2 separate regions of the Gossypium hirsutum genome follow, and region 2 is linked to region 1. Evidence: chromatin contacts called from public Hi-C data. All regions are on one chromosome and are shown on one strand. Each heading gives the region's core, a stretch centred on a gene start, on an enhancer-like site or on the middle of the called end of the contact. The rest is flanking DNA. Distances are from core to core; before and after follow the strand shown.

Region 1 (3,042 bases), core at 380-2,879:
TTATTATATTATTTAAAATATTTTTTTTATTAATAAAACTTATATTCATTTTCCTTCACTAAAACTCAAGTTATCTTAAAATAAATAAAAAAAAACATCTTCTTTTTTGAAACAATAAAGAATATTTTATTTTTAATAAAAATAGAAATCTAATATTTAAAAAAAATCAATTAAGGCTTGGTAATATTATTAAAGGTCGAGGTCATAATATCCTGAGCATTAAAGTTCGAGTCTTACTATAGGTAAAATGCCATGTATAAGTTCTCCTTAAGATATTTTAATTTTAAGTTTCACCATGTATGACCCCTAATTCGTTTTATTGTATTGAATTTATTTTAATTTCAATTGATCGAATAAGTATTGGTTATGATTATATTTGTACTTGTGATATGTATTATTTATGATTTATATTTGTACTTATAATTATATTTATACTCATAAACACTTTTAAAAGAATAAAAAATAAAAAAAATTTATTTTGCTTTGTATTGATTTTTATTTTAACTCTAGATATGATATATTCTATTTTTAATTAGTAATACTTTGTATAATAATTTTAGTTAATTAGATATCTAATATTTATAATTTATATTTGTACTTATAATTATCTGAAAAGTGATTAACTAAATTAGTGTTACGAGTCAACTCCACATCAATTTAGTTGTGAAATTATTAAAATGTCCTTGCTTTAAAGGGTAATTGATATTATTATAAGTGTATTTTCATACTTTTATATAATCTTAAAATAAAACAACCGAAAAAAATTATTTGAGATTAAAACACATGACTAACAAATGTATAGAAAAAACCGTACCACTCCACTAGTAATCATTTTTTGATATATTTTTTTACTATAAAATATTTTTGTTCTCCCACATCATGGATGTGATAAAATCTAATACAAATAATTGTACTCGTAAATTCATTAAAAAATATAATTATGTTTTGTATTGAGTTTATTATAATTTTAATTCATTGAATATATATTATTATAATTTATACTTGCACTTGCCATTATACTAGTATCTATGCTAATATTTAAATAATTGATCGAGTTAGTATCACAGCTTAACCGATCACTAGCTCAATTAAGAAAATTACAAAAAAATATTTTTATTTATAAATAAATTATATTATTATGAGCTTATTTTTGTCTTGTTATATTTTTAATGAAATTTTACATATTGTGAGATTTAGACGAATGTAACCAACATTTATAAATTTGTTCTTTACCACTTCAACTATTTTTTATTGGCTTATTGTTATTATTATTATTTTGTATATTTCAATGTTATTACACAAATCATTTTCATCCACATTGTTTGTATATATTGATAATGTTATAGATTGAGTTAATATCACAAGCCAACTTAACACCAACTCAGGAAAAATGATAATATCATTGTAAATAATTGGAATACATTTAATATTCTTAATTTGATGTGTTTACATATTTAAATTTTAATTTACTCATCATTTAAATTAATTTTTATTTTAATTTCGTACATATTGTATATATGCTATTATTATTAGTTTCATTTCATTATTTATTATCTTTTAAATATTTTTTAAGTCTATTTTATATTTAGAGTTCGTATATTTTTATATTTTAAATATGTGATTTCCAGTGCATATGAAATTTCAAATATTTTTAAAGTGTTCGGAAAGAAATTTGAAGGGTTAAAAGTGATAAGCTTCTTTGGTCCACATTTATGGCTAAATGAACTAATTGAACACATGAAAGCTTTCTCAAAACCGTAGACAAAGTGAGAGAAGCCAAGTCAGGTAAGGCAATAAAAAAGAAAAGAAAATTCAACATTCCCAAAGTCCAAAGTTTTATCTTTTCTGTGCAATTATAATTTCCTTTTTCTTTTATTTCACATGCAATCCATTTATTTCCTTCAATTCTTACTACTCTTTTCATCAATAATCAATCTGTTGTTTCTTTTTTTTTTGTGATTAAAATCAGGTCTTGGTATTCAAAGTTTTCATTTTTCCCTTTTTCATATCCAAAAATACATTATTTCTTTTTTATTTCTTTTCTTAGTTTTGGAAAGATCTGGTAGGTGGTGGATAGATGGGGAGGTTATTTGTGGTGAACCTTGAAGGGAAAGTTTATAGCTGCAAGCACTGCAAAATCCATCTTGCTCTTGTTGATGATATTCTTTCCAAGGTTGTTCTTTTTTATATATATTTTTCTTAAAATTTGATTCCTTTTGACTCTTTGTCTGTTATGCTTGTGAAATTTTCATCTGGGTGTTTTTAATTTGCTTGATTTTACCAAGTTTATGTAATGATGATTTTGATTATGATTTGGGTATATCTAATTTCATAGCATTTATTACTTGGAGTAGTGTTTAATACAAAAAATTCTTTTTTGATGAACTTTATAATTGATGGGACTCCATGATTGATTAGATTGAAAAACTAGGAATTTTGATAATCCATGTTGGTCTTGCAGGAATCATTTACTTTCTTAGTGTAAGTTCAATTTTTCTTTTTAAGCATAGATGTTAACATATCAAGGATAAAATGGATGCTGGGAGGATATATGTGTTATTGTTGTCTCTTTTTAAGCATGGAAGCTTGTTTGGGGTCTTTGGAAGGGCTTGGCACTTTATGGTGATGGCAAATTGTTGGCCTTTGGGACAAATATGATGTTAAACATATATATTTATATAGTATAATATATATGTACGTATATAAATTATATTTGAAAGGACCTGTTCTGGAGATCTCCTAGTTAACATAAAAAGCCCGAGTCTTGGCCCCAAAGTAGTTGGATCAGCTGTTTGAGTTCTTTCCCCTTATTCGAGGATTTTATCCTCCAAAAGATGCAGAGTATGCAGAGTTTCCAGGTGTTTCTTTTTACTACAAAAACATGAACTCTGATCTTTGTCTCTCACTTAATTTACATCTATAATATGATCTAAAATGATGAGCTTCCTTCTGTTACAATTGACACTTTATACTAACAATCGAGTTTGAGATATGCCACTTTAAAGACATGGTGAAGCCTCTTATGCACTGAAGTCCATGACT
Region 2 (3,042 bases), core at 183-2,682, 35 kb before region 1:
AGCTACTCAAAATAAATTGCTTCATTTATTTAATGTCTTACATGTGCCAACTATTCGAAAAAATTTGCTATCCGCCTCACAATTTGCTCGAGAGAATAATGTTTTTTTTATAGTTTCACCTGTTTCACTGTGTGATTCTCAGGACGTTTTATTGCCGGGCCACACTCATGATGGGCTTTATAGGTTCTCACCGGTAATCAAAAATGCTGCTCATATGACTCCGTGCACACATAATATCATCTTAGTGTTGGATTCTTTGAGTGATGAAATATTTGAAGTTTGGCATCGTCGTCTAGGACATCCTTCAGCTTGTGTTGTTAGCTCAGTTTTAAAGACATGTAATATTGTTGCGAATAAAAATAAATTTGATCATGTATGTTTTGCTTGTCAAAAGGGAAAGTCTCACAAGTTGCCATTTTTGAGTTCAACTACAGTATATATTGTTCCATTTGAATTGGTTGTGTTAGATTTATGGGGACCAACAGTAGTTAACTGTGGTAATAGTTGGTATTATATCTCATTTGTTGATGTTTTCAGTAAGTTTACATGGATATTTCTTATTCAACTCAAATCTCAAGCTGTTGAGTGTTTTAGTCAATTTCAGAATATGGTAAAAACTCAATTTGGGAAAGACATTAAGCAATTTCGGAGCGATTATTCAAAGTTTAAACATGTAGATCTTGATCTATTTTTTGTTTGTGAGAAGGTTGGCGATTGATCTCTTATCGTCGGCAAAGTACCCTCTTGTGACCAAGTGGCGAACATCCTTACTAAACCATTATCAGTTTCATATTTTTGTAAACTTCGACAACTTTTGCGGGTCTCGAAAGTGGAGTAGATAGGTGAATATTAAAATATCATAATTAACAAAGTTTATAGTTGAAGAATTTGTTAAAATCAATTAGTAGTTTAGGGAGTTACAAACAAAATAGTAGTTGTAGAGGTTAAAACTGTTTAGTAGGTATATTGTTATAATTCAGTGGTTAACAGTAGAAGCCATGTGTATATAGGGTACGTTTGTAGGAATGAAAACAAGTTTACTTTTCCAAATTTCATGAATTGAAAGAATAGCAAATTGAGTTTACCTTCTCTGTTTTTTATATTCCAGTTTCTATTGTTGTTCTGTTTTCCTTTGATTTCTTTAAGAATAGTGCAGTCTTTTCAGCATATGTCTTCGAGGATTTGATAGTTCACTCGGCTGTGCGGTGGAGGAGGTTGGTGTTTAATTTGTTAGTTGAAGATTTCCTTCATTTGTAAACCTTTTTTAAAGGATGCGAATAAGGTGGTTCATCATTTAATGCAATGGCTTTATCTTTTACGTCGTGTTATAAATTCCCCTTCTTTTTGAAGATACTTTTGTTTTATCTTCCAAAGGAGAGTCACATAGGACGAGTGTATGAGATAAACCTACTAGCTGAAGTTTAATTTATCTACTCTCCTTTATGTACTTTGATTCTCTCAAAATATTTCCTCTTGTCCTTAAAAAAAGTGAAAAAAGAAATAGACTGTAGGATGATTATGGAAATTAAAATCAAATCTAGAATATCCTAAGGATATGATTGATAAAGAAATTGCAAATAGAAAGAACATAGATTGCCAAACAATCATGCAACGATCCCCACTTGAATCTGGAAAAAGAAGATTTATATGAAGCCAAATACTATCGTATTCAAAAATTGACCCAATTGTGTACGTGTGAAAGACATGTGCATCTTCCTCATCAATTATCCTGTGCTGACACTTCATTCCCAAGGAAACACAAAGGAATCACAATTTCTTTTTGTAGTATTTTCTAGACCAACCTTCAACAATAATGCTTCAATAATTTATATACAATTCGTTTTGGGTGATCCAAATTTACTTACCAAAATAATTGTTTTTGTGTGATCGAATACAAATTAATATTTTTAAAAATAAACTAAGTCACTGAATTAAAAAAAAAATTATTTGAAATCAAAATAAAACTCGTAAGATTCACATGATTTTGATTTTATAGGCAAATTATTTGACTACTTGTACGTTAAGGAACATACTCTCTCTCCAATAAAAACAAATATATCAATTCATCTTGTATATTGATTGTATGAATCGGGTCATTGCCCCTTCGGATTAATAGTTCCACCAAACTACATCCTTAAAAAAATTTTAAATGAAGCGACTTGTATGATGGGTAATTAAAAGATTATTATTACAAAATATTTATTTGTATAAGTAGTTTTAAATCTTTTTATATCTCTTTATAAAAATAATATTTTAATAATTTAATTATAAAATTTATCAATATAATTATATTATTATTATGCATGTAAAGTTTTGAATAATTTAATATCTCTTTTATATATTATAAAAAATACTAAAAATTCTTAATTTACATAAAATTTTATATGTATGACGTATATAATTGAAATGCAAAATATGACGGTTGAATTGTTAAAATATTAATCATAAAAAGATATATGATCGCGTGTAAAGTAAAACTATTTTATTTTATACCTGTGTAAATGAATCCTTCTTTTTATAGATAATAATTAATAAAATTAAAATAAAATACTTATTATATACAAATAGTGAAATGTCCATACGAAGCAAACCTATCTCCGACTCTGTTTTTTAAAGGGCTAATTTTTGAAATTTTGTGTTTTTTTGGGATATTTTGTCTTTATATAGAGATAATTGATTTTTATAAAAAAATTAGGTCTCTTAAAAAAATATCAATACTATTAATAAAACTCTTAATTGAGTTGGTGTTACCTTCAATTAGCTCATCAATCAGGTTAGAAATTTATGAAAATGCTCTTCCATAATTAAAAAAATTATATTATTCGATGGTATTTTAGTCTTTTCACTTTTAAAAAACCAAAAACAATATGTATATGGTGATACTTAAACTCACACCAATTATATCAGTAACACCTTTATTTTATCACTCATTAAAATTTTATTTTTGATATTTTTATATATTTAATTTTATTATGCACACTTTATAATTTAATATTTATATTTATATTAATTAAAAATAATTTGAACATTGTATTAACTAGA

The links. Hi-C and Micro-C count contacts between places; a contact is called where the count stands out from the background.
Region 2: a Hi-C map of hypocotyl shows a contact between it and region 1, with 4 times the contacts expected there. The contact joins the enhancer-like site here to the promoter of LOC107960004 in region 1. A contact is called at or near these places in 18 of 34 Hi-C or Micro-C datasets (anther, callus, cotyledon and 5 more).

The regions. Positions count from the first base shown.
Region 1 is chrA05:78,883,797-78,886,838 of Gossypium_hirsutum_v2.1, reverse strand. LOC107960004 (protein yippee-like) reads left to right here and starts at 1,629. Exons shown (of 6, transcript XM_016896199.2): 1 at 1,629-1,785; 2 at 2,048-2,173. The coding sequence starts at 2,078.
Region 2 is chrA05:78,918,196-78,921,237 of Gossypium_hirsutum_v2.1, reverse strand. No RefSeq gene overlaps it. Among protein-coding and RNA genes, the nearest start is that of LOC107960005, 29 kb to the right of the region's middle. Within about 2 kb of position 1,432, at least 1 of the 9 cell types and tissues checked has an H3K27ac peak or open chromatin away from gene starts, as enhancers often do.